Regions from separate parts of the Mus musculus genome. Here region 1 is linked to region 2. The links are chromatin contacts, called in public promoter capture Hi-C maps. All regions are on one chromosome and are shown on one strand. The core of a region is the stretch at or near the end of the contact, and the rest is flanking DNA. Distances in the headings are between cores, read along the strand shown. Region 1 holds the start of Arhgef7 (Rho guanine nucleotide exchange factor (GEF7)). Region 2 holds the start of Col4a2 (collagen, type IV, alpha 2).

Region 1 (6,029 bases), core at 1,427-3,926, 420 kb before region 2:
CCGTGGCAGGCAGCAGGCAGCAGTTAGCAGAACCCCTTACCACCAGTCTGTAGCTCACTCCTCTCGCCTCCAAAGAGAAGTAAACACAGAGGCTTCAGGAAAGGGACCCTAACCCACCATTTTCTTTGCCTGAGCTGGAGCTCAAGGAATGTCCCGTCCCCGCTAGCCAACCCAGTTGTGAAACACAACAGGACGTGCTCTTAATAAAAGACACATGGGAAGCCTTCCTTCGGCACTCATTCCCAGGCCTGGACTCCATTTTAAACTCATGAACTTGAGAAAGGGAAGTCCTACGCTGCTCACAACCCTCCAGTGTCAGCATGCCCACGTAGCAATGGGTCCAGCTAAGACCCTTCACGTGCCGCACATAAGTTCAGCTCTGTTTCCAGGCATTTCCTTTTTAAGGAGAGAGGGTCTCCCTCTGGCATTCCAGCACGGAAGCAAAAGCTGCCCCACACATGTGCTTCAAGACAAATGTGATTCCATGCAGGCATTCATTGCCAAGTGCGGATGACTTCATGGCAGATGCAAACTCGTGGAATCCAGAATTTCAGACAGTGGCTGATGGTTTACTCCCCACAAATACCCCTCACTCAAGAGCCAGGGACTATCTGTACAGGGTCATCAGCCTTCAAAAAGAGAGTTAAAACAACACCGACCCAAGAGATTTCCACTCGACTGTAGTTTCAGAATGTTTGAGACCAATCTAGCTGCCAGAGGCTAGCCCTTTTTATTCATCTCTCTCTGTGTTGTGTCAGAGATGAAAGAGGCGCTGCAACTTCCTCACGGGATCTTTCTAGAATTTAAAATAGAATATGAATTTTTGAAGTTTGCCTGACCACATCAACGCTGCAAACATGTCACGTGACGTGTTCATGGATGGGAACATGTCCATTGACATAGCACAGGAATCTTTTTACAGCTTTGCCTCAGAAACAGAACAGGGTTATCTTTAAGAACCTTAGCATGTGTCTCACTCAGACGTCTGTCTTTTATTATCACCAATGGCCAGGGGACAGCCGGGTTTTCTCAGTGTCTGGCAAGTCACACCCTGCTCTCTTCAGTCGTTGCATCTTAAAATTGTAACTTTATTGATCTGCCCCACTTATAAACAGTGTTTCCCACATCAGTTAGTCCTTCTAAGATGCATGTCGTTTTCAATACAATGTTCAAGAAAACACCTAAAACCTGTGGTACGCATGTGGAACTCATGGTAAATGTTTTCTGACACTGCAGCATGCCAATTTATGAATACAATTAGAATTTCTGCTTTTTCAGGTCACTTAATATGCATTAACAGAGTGTCCTGCCTAGGGCCTGTCTGTGTGTATGTGCATGTGTGTGTGTGTGTGTGTGTGTGTGTGTGTGTACTCCATTAAGAAGTGTTACTTCTTCCTAATTATGGGACACTTCCATTTCTGTACTTAACACCTTTTAAATTACTAAGGATCTTAAGTTTTCTTGTAAACTGTGTATTGGCATAATCTTGAACACAGGACTTTATTATTTTTTGACCTATAAAACATGGTTGTTCTTAGAAGTGCTCCCAACCCCTGACCCGGCCCGCTCTGTGAGCTTACAAACGAAAACAAACTTTGGTCACCCAGAGCGGTGGTCAAGGTTCACACTGCAGAGCCAGGGAGCCAGCAGCCAGCAGCAGCAGGCAGACAGCTCCAAATCTAGCAGGCAGTGAGGATAAAAATTCTGACCCATCCCCAAAGAAATCGGGCTTCAGCACCCTGTGTGCGCTGTTCTGCAGGCTTGGCTGAGTGAAGAATCCCTTGATGGGGAAGGCAGTAAGTCATTTCACAGCTCGGCCCTCCCTTGGCTTTTGATGCATCCTTTAAACATGCCCAGCCACCGGTCCATTCAACGCAAGAGTCAGACTGCAAAGGCAGCGACGAAACCGTTCAAACAAAGCCATCGCAGAAAGCTGCGCGGCACAGAGACGAGGTTTTCCGATCGGTGTCGGCGAGGGGCGAAGCCGACCTCCCAACTTCACGTTAGGGTGGAGCAGAACCCCACCGCCGCCGGCACAGCCAACTCTCCTTCTCGTGACCCCGAGCCGGCCCCGAGCGTCACCGCGGCCCCCTCCGCTGTCTGTGCTCTCAGGGCGGGTCCCCTTCCCGGCGCCCCGCACACAATGGCGCCCCGAACTCCCGCCGCCGGTCCCCGCGCCTTGCGCGCCGCCGGGTCCGCGCACAAAGGAGGGCGCGCGGGCCCCGAGCCGGCGCGCGCCAGGTGCTCCCGCGCGCCCCGCCGCCCGCCGCCCGCCCGGGCCGGGGACCCACCCGAAGACCGTGCCATGGCCACTTACTTTCTCGATGGTCCCGGGCAGCAGGCGCTCCAGCAGCCGGCATAGGACCACCCCGTCCTTGAGCGACGCCTGCAAGAAGACCTCAGGGTCCGAGATGGTTTTCTTGGGCGACTCCAGCACGCCCAGGGTGATGAGCCACGTAACGGTCTGCTCGGCAGAATTCATCGCTGCGGCGGCTCGGGCTGCGCGCACAGAGGGGGCGCCGCGCGCGATCACCTCGGAGCGGCCCGGGCCGCGGCCACCCGCGCCCCCGCCGCCTCCGCGCCCATGGGCGGCCGCGCGCCGGCGATTGGCCCGGCCGGCCCAGCAGGTCCCGCTCCGCTCCGCGGGCTCGCGCGCGCCCTGGCCCGCTGTCAAGTGCCTTTTCATTAGCGGCGCAGGAACCTGCGGGCGCCCGGCACCGCCCCCGCCGCCGCCCCCCGGCCGCGGCCGCCGTCGCCCGATGACATCACCGGAGAAGAAAGACGCGGCGGCCGCCCGCGCGCACCCCGCGCCAGCCCCGGCGCACGACAGCTGGCGCGCCCCCCGCTCACCTGCGCCGCCCGCGCGCCCCGGGGCTGCGCGCCTTTGTGGGTAGGGCGGCGCGCGATTAGTAAGCGCTTCCCAGAATGCTCTCTTGAGCTAGCCCGCCGACTGCGGGGCGCGGGCGTCTCTTCGCCACCTCGCCAGCCGGCGGGGATGGCACGCACATGCTCGTTAGATCTGTGACCAGATGGGTCTCACTCGGGCAGGAACGAGCGTCGGGAACGCGGGCGCGATGCTAAGCGGCTGGCTGCAAGGCCACTGGAGGCGGGGGGCGGGAGCGGAGATGGGGGGCGGCGGGCGCGGACGACCTTAGTAGCCAGAAGCCTTGCATGACTCCTTGTGAAATTGACGGTGACGTGTCCAGCGATCAAGAGCACATCGCAACCTCGGGTGGGTGTCCGCTGGAAAGCGTGCTGTCCACGCTTAGGCCCAGAACTTGGGCGTCCTCTTCCAGCGCAAAGGATGTGTGACAGGAGCCTTGGGGGAAGGGGGGAGTAGGTGAGGGCTCACCGTCAATCGACACATATTTCCACTTACTCCCGCCACTGGTCCTATGCTTTCCCTGCTGGCTGGCACTCCTCGACAGTTTAAAATAAAGCTTGCAGTGTCCCAGGAGACCTTTCCCCTGGGCCAGGCACGCACGTTCATCCAGTAACTGCTCAAGGCTAGAAGCCATGCGATGCTGTCAATTAAAAACAAAAAACAAAAACAAAACAAAAAAATGATCACAGGTTCGACTCTCTTCTCTGCATTCTCCAGGTGCTTCCATCACCACCATCGATTGCGTTTAATAGCATCTTCTGGCTAAATGACTACATTTCTGTTCCAGACACAAACAAAGCATTAAAATAGTGTGAAGTTTGTTGAGGGCCAGCTTCTCTGTGGTGGCAGCTGCCTTCAGAGCAGCGCTAGCCAGCCCTAACCAACCACTGCTGCAATTACGGTGTCTTTACCACCGACAGACCCAAGCCTCACTTTTTGTCCATTTTCCTGGTTACATATGAGAGGTACCCTGCCCTAGGAGCCCCACATCAGCCAGTTTCCCATCTTGCTTCCCTGTGGAGGTCCAGAGAGTGGCAATGCAAAACTGATCACCGACGCCCGAGTCTATCGACCAAAGCTGCTCAACCCGGAAGAAGCTTTCCCTAGTGCTGAATTGAAAAATTTACTCGTTACTATTTTTAAATCCTGTTAGACTAGGTCTGGCCTTATCACGCAGTACACAAAGATAGCTACATATATTGACTGTCAAGTGGCCCTAAGGAAGCCAGGCAGAGGCCGACTTAATAGACAGAGGAAGTTGGGAACCAACGGTCAGACTGGACCATTGACTACACCCGTTCATTCTGGAAAAAAAGCCCCTGAGCTGCTAAATGATAACCTTACAGATCACCTTCTTTTAACCCCAGTACACGCTAATTTCGAATCATTATTTGGAGGAGATCCTAGAAAGTAGCCCTGCTCACAACTGTGTCATTGAGGAGCTTCGCTGAGCACTTCTGGTGTCCAAGGTGAACCCTTGGTCAAATTTCCTTGGCATTTTCTAAATCCCTGCTACAAGACTGAGGAGAGGAAATGCCCTTCTCCCCATGGGTAGAGAAACACCAACTGGAATGTCAGAAGCCCTCACTCCAGCCTGAGCCTCCTGGAGAAGTGGATTAGCCATCTTCCCTACATACCTGAGCCAGTACCCTGTGATGGATCTCTCCTTAAACAAGCAGCTGATTGGCTGATATCGATGGATAATAGATGATTGACAGACAGGTGGTAATTGCTGGATTAATAGATGTTAGCTAATACACTTGGACACCTAAGAATGTACCCTTTACTGCTGTGTGATATTCTGTGGCTTCATTTCTTTGGAGAACCCTAACGCAGTACATGTGCCAGCATGGTCTCCGCTGATGAGAGATGTGGCTTCCTTCAGGCTCCTTTCTTGTGTGGCTACTTCCTAGGGTCCCCTCCAACATACCTGCCTCAGTCCAGATTCATAGTGTCAATGCTGGCTAAACAAGGACATGGGAAGGTTGGATATGGCTGCAGTGATAAGCAGTCATCAGTCATAGCATAGCTTTTGCTCCTTACCCGTCGATCACCCCCTGGGCATTGGTGTACCCCCACTAGGTCCTGGATTATTTCTTGAGATTGCCATCATCTTCAAGAAATAAAGTAGCTCAAAACAGCAGGAATAAGTTGTATTATAGTTCAGAGGCTGAAATCATTGAGCATCTGAATGGCTGGTCCCTCATAGAGGTGTGTGTGGGGATTTGTCAAGGTCCCCTCTTGTCTCTGCAGGGGCCACTCGTCTTTGGACATCCTTCCTTGGCTCACACATTAACTCCCCAATCTCCATCCTGACTTCTCATGGCATGTGCGTCCTTTCTATGCCTAGGTCTAAACATCCCTGTCCTTGGAAGATGCCAGTCACAGGGGAAACTACCCTCTCTGACCCAGGATAACTCCATCTTGATGACATATAGAGACCCTGCTTCCAAATAAAGACCCACGTATGGGTACTGGGAGTTACGGCTTGGACATGCTTGTTGGGGCATACCAACCCCAAATCAGATCGTCTGAGTTGCCCCCAGCACCCCACCTCAGGTACATCTCACTGGGGGAAGGGACGGAGCTTCCCACCATCGGTCAGAAGGTGATGGTGCCCAAGGACACTCTGATATGTGTCTGGCTCTACAGGCGCTGATGTGGAATCCTTCAGAAGGGTGGCTCCTTCGGGAATCCAACCATCACCGTTTGTGACTCAGGGCCAGTCTCTGGAGAGTCTCCATGAGGCCCTTGGGTTATGATTCCAACAGAGAGATCAAGGTGAGAAGCTACCTACTCCTGATGCTCCCTCATTTCAGCATCCTGAGCTGCAGAAGTGCATCCTGGATTCATGGAATCTGAGGGATTCATCATTGTGGCTGTTCCTATTCCCTCTTGCTTTCATCTTTTTTGTCTGTTTGTTTGTTTTTTCATTTTTAAATTTTATTTATGAATGCACACCAGAAAGAGGGCATCAGATCCCATTACAGATGGTTGTGAGCCACCGTGTGGTTGCTGGGAATTGAACTCAGGACCTCTGGAAAAGCAATAGGTGCTCTTAACCACTGAGCCATCTCTCCAATCCCTCTATTTGTTTTTTGAGACAGGGTTTCTCTGTGTAGTCCTGGCTGTCCTAGAACTTACT
Region 2 (6,842 bases), core at 2,805-5,304:
AAAACTGGAGGTGAATTTGAAAGCACTTTCTAGAATCCCCAGAGCCTGGATATCTTTTTGACAACCCCTGGTTCAGCTTTCCTCACTGCCTTTCTGGAAAGCAGCAGTGCTCTACACAGACTCCACCTGGTCCAACACTCACATTAGCGCCTCCTCTCCAAACCTTCAACTACACCCCTTTGAGTTTTATTTAATTTATTTTTTAGCAGAATCCTAGTTTTTCTGCTCTAGAACTTTGCACTTGAGTCTCATATTGTCTCTCTTTCTGGTTCTGACTGCTCCACAGACAGGGCTGGGACCCTCTCCTGTCCCCACTCTTCTGATGAAAATTTCTACCCATCTCTAAGTGTGTAGGATGAGGACTGTCTGTGCTGTGACTAAGCCATCTAAGCTACTCAGGGCAGCTGAGATCTGAGGCTCTAGAGGGCTGGGAGTGCTCGTGGCTCCATTCTATCAACAGAGAGAGCTCCCCAGTGACTTCCTCTGTTTGGGGGCCCTGGTCTCACACAAAGGGATCAAACAAAGCCTCAGGGAAGTGGGAACACACAGTCTTCCTTAGTCCCAGACCCGCCCGCTCCCTTCACAGCCCTGTGAGGTGGACACTGTTCCCCAAGTCCCTATGACTCAGACATACATGGAAGCACCCACAGTAGGCTTTAGGTGCTTGTCCAGTTGGGATCTTTACCCAGGCAGCCTGCCACGGAGGATTCTGGGATTGGCACCCCTTTGCGACGCAAGCCTTAGTCTCATGATGGGCATTTGTATGTGTAGGAGTTTTTCTGGCCTTTGGAAACAACCACATGGGTGACTGGTCCAGAGGTGCAGAGATAGAACATGTGTGTTCACTGGTGACCCTGAGCTGAAGATGATGATGGCAGCCCTTCACTTCATTTACTCTGTGCTCCTCCTGAACGATAGAGTGGTAGAGGAGGGATTCCCCCACTTTCCAAAATCGGTGTTTGAGCTTTAGACCCAGGAAAGCCCCAACATGAGGAGAGCCTTAAGAGCTTCTTCATTACTGGCTTGGGAATCTGGGAGGCTGGGTGTGGCGGTGAGGTGGTTGGCCTCATCATGGACAAAGAGAAACCCGGGGTATGTTGTGCTCATGCACACACGTTGGTATGCAAGAAGCATTCATGAAATAACTGCCCATTCTTTTCACTAACAGTTCCCAGCTGCTTCTGTTTGAGGCCCCCACAAGATACAACCCGAGGTCCTATTTTCTGAACCGATCCACCCCACAATGGTTCCAGATACCAAAAACAATGGAACAGGATAGCAGAATTGGGTGGACGAAGAGGGGAGGGGCAGAGTTCGCCGCAAGGAAGAATCCCACACCAAGAAGTCACGTCACCGGCACTAGCTGTGAAAAAGCCAGTGGGCCAAATTGTTAACCACACCAATCGCATGCGGTTGCAGACACACTGATTCACACACATTTAAACATTCAGACTCTACAGCCCAGAGAATGAACTAAGCACACTGAAGACACCTGGCGCTGTCTCTTAGCTCCTGTGAGCGGATCAGGGCTCCCAAAGTCTTCTGTGTCTGGTTTCTAGGCAGTGCCTCAGAAAGTCCTGCTGGGTTGTCTGAGATGGGATCTGGAGTTTTGGAAAGCCTTTCTAGGCAATGTGGTTTTCTGGGAAGTACCTGCTCTCCGTCACATCCAAGAGTAAAGGGCCAGAGACACTGAGGTGGGTTTGTGGCATGGGAAAGGATTTGGAGAGGTTAGGGAGCTATAGCGTAAATGAAGGGAATATGGCCTCTGGGACAAGCTGCAAATATTCTGAGGAATGTGGAAACTGAGGCTTGGTGTCATGAGGCAAGGGTAGAGCTGGGTAAATTGCTTTTCCATAGCAAACCCTTTTGGGAGTTGGAAAAAACAAAACAAAACGATGCCAGGTAAGGTCTTTGTTCTCAGGATAAAAGACATAGATGGCTGTGCAGCGGCTCAGGACTGTGGGAGTCACCACACTGGGTGTCACTTTCTAGGAACGTGGGTTTAAGTGCGGCTGTGGTCTACGGATCCCGGCCAAGTGGGAGTCATGCATGAGGGCCCATAAGTAATGGGCTGTTCCAACATTTAGGTTCTGCTCTTATGTCAGGACTGAGGACTGGGGCAGGAAGGAGACAGACTCAAGCTATAAGACTGGCCAGGGCTGAGCGGCCAGTCTGGTCAGAGCTCCGCTTTCTCCTCATGCTGGGCTCTGCATCCCAGCAGAGCAGGAGACCAACTGTGTGGTGGAACCAGTGCCCACTTTCTGCAAGCCTGAGAACCACTGATGGTTCCAGCTAGGTGAGGGAAGGGAAGGAGGCTGAAGCAGGGCTCCTTCCCCAAAGGTGTGTTGGTTCCAGACACAGAGTGTACTGGTGTCCCAAGCTGTGTCTACTTGGAACTCAGGTATTCCACAGACAAGTAAACAGGGCACATAGGACACCTGGCCAGGGTTCTCAATTTTCATGTTTCTTTTAAACAGCACTACCTATGAGAAGACCCCCCCCCCCACACACACACACTGGTACTGGTATAAGGAGTGGCTACATTTAAAATGCGAGGGAGCCCCAGAGCATCTCTCCAGTTCAGTTCAAAGGCTGTTCTGGCAGGCCTGGTTTGGTCTTTCAAGGAGCAACAGGTACAGTAAACAAGTCACAGAAGCCAGGGACCACAGGCCTCCCTCTGGTCTGTGGCTCTTCAGGGCCTACTCAAGGTTTGGAAGAGACCGCGGTTTCTATCCCTTTGTCCCCGAACAACCTTAAAGCAGGAGGCTGTCTCCTCCTTGCCCCGCCCCTCCCCAGAGACTCATATTTAAGCAAGATGCTCTCTGCCCACCACAGTGCCTGGACACCACCTCTGAGTTTCTGGAAACTCTTTGCTCCCAGCCCCCTCTGTCCGTGCGCCTCGTGGCCTAGTGATAGACATTCTTCCCTTGCTGCTAAGGCCAAAGCTTGGCAGCAAAAGGTGCCTGAGGCTACGTTTTAATTATTAGCTCCCTAGAGAGGGCCGACTCCTGCACTGCACGGGACGAGCGGCTGGCAGACACAGTAGCACACACCTACAATGCACACGCACACTCAGGTGGGCTCGACGAGCCTGTCTTCCACGAGGCTCCGCGAGCGTCCCAACCCGTCACGGGCGCGGAACTCCAAGCGCCGTGGAGTTCAAGCGGTACTTACCCCCAAGACGCTCTGAGCCAGGAGTCCCACTGTCACAGTTGCTAGCAGCAGCCACCTGCACAGGAGAGGGAGGGAGGGTAAGAAAGCGACCAAAACATGCGGGCCCCAACTTGTCAACTCCTGAAATATGCATGCAAGGTCCCCTTCACCTAGGAGACCAGGCAGAAGGCGACTTACCCTCGCAGGGGAGGGCCAGACGCTTTGAACCGCACTCGGTCCATGATCCCAGTCTTTGAGCTCTAGACTCGGCTCGATCCCTTCCTAACCTGGAGGCAAGAGACAAAGCGGGTTAGCAAAGGTGGCAGGCAGAGAGAGCATCGTCATCTTAGCACCCTGACTCCGCATAATGTCCCTCGTTTCCTTGCGGGGTGACCAAAGTTCTGTCCCATCAGGAGACAGAAAAAGGGAGATTCTTCTCCGTAGGCCCTGCCTGGAGCTCCTCAGCCCATGCAGCGCGATCCCTATTCCCCCAGCTCCGATCCAACGGAGCGCGCAGCCTCAGCCTACTCCGGCGCTACAGGTCCGCGACTTGGGGCCTGGCTCTCTGTGCCTCCCGGGGGTCGCTCTCACCTCAGGGTCAGGAGCTGCTGCCCGCGCGCATGGGCCCCTGAAGAAGCGTTGGCCCGTGGCACACCGGCGGCCAGGCCGGCCTGGCTCTGCTCCGTGGGCGCCGGACTCTCGGCCCCGGCGTGCCTTGCTGGTGCTTGCCCGGGATTGGCGAGCCAAGGGGCTCGTGGAATCGGGGCGCGGGAGGAGCTGGGTGCGGAGCGCAGAGCCCCGGCGTTCGGACTCCCTGCGACACCAAGTCCCGAGCGGCGCGCAGCCTCCGCCTCTTACCCGCGCCGCAGGGTCCTCCCCTTGGAGACGCCGCCCGCGCACTGCCGAGGGGAGGGGGCAGCGCCAACAAATTGGGGAGCTCCTCGGGCGGCGCGCTCAGGTCTCTGCGCAGAGTCACCGCACCCGGGACGGTGAGCAGGGCTCACGCCCGGGCCCTCCGAGACTGAGCACCTCGCCGTGGCCCACGGGAACTGGGCTGCATTTCCCCGCCGTCTCTGCTGGTCCCCTGCCGCCCCGGGCGCGCCACCATGGGGCCCCGGCTCAGCGTCTGGCTTCTGCTGCTCTTCGCCGCCCTTCTGCTCCACGAGGAGCGCAGCCGAGCAGCTGCGAAGGTGAGTTCCCTGCGGGCTGCGCTCCCCAGCCTCCCTCCCTGCACCCCTGACGCCCCGCGAGGCCTCTTTGTCCAGCGCCTGGCGCAGTCAAGCCGCCTGGCCCTCGAGGGTACCGCGGGTGGCACGGCCAGGTGCATTCTTCCCCCGGGTCTCCCTCTCCTAGTCCCTGTGGGCAGCGATCGCACATCCATTACGGAACCTCCTTTGTTATACACTGGGTGCGGGAGAGTTAGGAAGGGACTGAAGCTTAGCGTGTACCACGGCGGGGTGAGGGTACCGAGGAGCCAGTGAGATTTGAACCCTCATCGCCAAGGCTCTCAGCGGCGGGGCGCGCGAGTGGGTCGGGGCTGGAAGGGTGGCCAGGCACACCCCACGCCACTCAGAGTCCTACACTCATGTGCAGGGGGAACCGCTTTGGGTGTGTTTCTGGTTGTTTGGAGACCGTGATGGTTGAGGCTGAACAGCTTTGGGCCGTTTGCCTGGAAACATCTGTATTTTTGCTTTCCCACGACTTTTGTGTAGCCTACGGCACGCTTGAGAACAGACGCGGGGCTCTTCTCCGCATCCTAAAAGTCTCTGCCTCGACTCTTGCCTTTTATGAGTGCGTGCCTGAAAATTATAACCACATTTAGACTTGAGTGTGAAACCAAAGCGAAACTCCGTCGCATTGTTCCCTGCGCAAATTGTTTTTTTTAAGTTTTTGTTTCCTCTGGTGCTGTGCTTGGCCAGGAGGGCGCTGGGAGATGTTTGCAAGAGCCAGACTTCCAGCTCTGGAGGAACCCGGCCAGACTTTCTGCCTTCGCCCCTAGAGAATACACTTCAGCTGCTGCTGCTGCTGTGACAGCCATGCAGGCCCAAAGGCCACAAGGTGTGGCCTCTCCACAGTTTGCCTTCCCCTCAAATGCCTAAAAAACGACGTTTGCTTCTCACCGAAGCTTCCAAGTTTTAAAAGAAACCGTTGCTTAATTGTGCATTTTCCTTTCCTTTTAAGAATTTCACCTCTTTCCTGCAGGAGCGATACTGATCAACTATGCTATAAATTATTAACTGTTACATACTAGAATAAACTGGTAACGTTACTAGGGGTTTTCTTAATTGGGTTTTGCCTCCCTTTCTGAAGAAGGATGATTAATTACATCAGCAACCAACTTCAGAGAGTTCCCTCCTCTCCAGTCTTCACCTTCACCGCAGGTAGCCTTTTAACTACCCATTCTCTTGCTGAGGGTAGTTTCTCAAAAGAGCAGGCTTGATAGGCTGGACCTGCTGGCGGTGCAGGTCTTGTAGTTCTTGCTTCTTGGACACCCGAAGCAGGGGGATCTCAAGTTCAAGGCTAGCCTGGGCAACAGAATGAGTTCAAGGCTAGCCCAGGCAACATAGGGAGACTCTCGCTATAATAATAATAATAATAATAATAATAATAATAATAATAATAATAATAAAGTAAAAAGAGGCTGACGGGCAAAGTGCTTACCCAGCATGAACATAGCCCTGGGTTCATTCCCCAGGGTGGAAAATATTTACCAAAAGACCTAGGCCTTCTAAGGGGATCACTGTGATGGAAAAGCATGAGCCACTGTTTGGACTTAGGTTTTTCTGAACGATCGTGTTAGCAAAGCTAACTGTGAGATCTCACGTCCAGACCCTCAGGACTTTAAACCGTTGAGTCAGCCACATGAACTCCTGATCTTACTTGGAAAGTCAAACCAGCCAGGGTTGAGGCTTGACATTGATGTATTTCCTACTAATTGTCCTGTAAGACCAAGTACATTTCTGGATGCTCGCTCTGTTCTGTTCCTCCAGCTGCCTTATCTTAAGTGATTTGGCCCGTGGGTACCCTAAGATGTTACCTTGGTAAGACATTCACCCCATTAGCAAGCCTGCTAAATGTGCATATGACCTTAGGTATGCAAGAAGACCTGTTTAAAAACAACATCCCCCCTCATTTAGAAATCTGTGTCCTTTTCATGGTATCAATAACATTTTGCCCAGCTCCTTTTAAAACTAGCTGTTAGAGGTACCACAGCAATGAAGTAGCCTCCATTGAGTTTTCCAAGTCAAATATCCTCTAAGCTAATTGTTAATTTAGATGGGAAGATCATCAGTTCTGCTTGGGGATGGGCCCAGGATCGTGCACACACTGGGCAGGCACTCTCTATTGGTGCTTATCAAATGGCTTTTCAGGGTCTGAGATGTGAACTTTCCCCTAAGTGTGGCCATGCCTGCCCAGCAATCTTGCTGTCTCCTGAACATTAGTCATGTCTCCAGGGAGTGAGTGACCAGAGAGCTCATACGAAGAGGGAAGACTTTCTTCCCAGGCCTGTCTGGGTGGCTCTCCTTGAGTTTGCATCTAGATGAGAAGGCTGACTTCCTATGTCACCCCAACAAGGCATATTGGGAGTGGGGTGCTAGTGAGGAGGGTCCCCAGGCCTCTTTCTTTTTACAAGGAACAGGACTGGGAAAGGGTAAGGGCTTCTGAAATCAGCCAGAGATCTGCGCACT

Evidence for each region. Promoter capture Hi-C pulls out the DNA fragments that hold promoters and counts their contacts.
Region 1: a contact with region 2 is called in a promoter capture Hi-C map of embryonic stem cells. The contact joins the promoter of Arhgef7 here to the promoter of Col4a2 in region 2. A contact is called at or near these places in 3 of 39 promoter capture datasets (embryonic stem cells, hippocampal neurons and stem cell-derived epiblast-like cells), 3 of 484 Hi-C or Micro-C datasets (all in embryonic stem cells) and 3 of 115 datasets of contacts at active chromatin or transcription factors (embryonic stem cells and extraembryonic endoderm stem cells).

Annotation. Positions count from the first base shown.
Region 1 is chr8:11,724,705-11,730,733 of GRCm38.p6, reverse strand. It overlaps Arhgef7 (Rho guanine nucleotide exchange factor (GEF7)), which reads right to left and starts at 2,676. Exons shown (of 22, transcript NM_001372321.1): 1 at 2,318-2,676. The coding sequence starts at 2,482.
Region 2 is chr8:11,310,017-11,316,858 of GRCm38.p6, reverse strand. It overlaps Col4a2 (collagen, type IV, alpha 2), which reads right to left and starts at 4,054. Exons shown (of 48, transcript NM_009932.4): 1 at 3,745-4,054; 2 at 3,352-3,440; 3 at 3,175-3,229. The coding sequence starts at 3,395. Col4a1 (collagen, type IV, alpha 1) reads left to right here and starts at 4,033. Exons shown (of 52, transcript NM_009931.2): 1 at 4,033-4,343. The coding sequence starts at 4,260.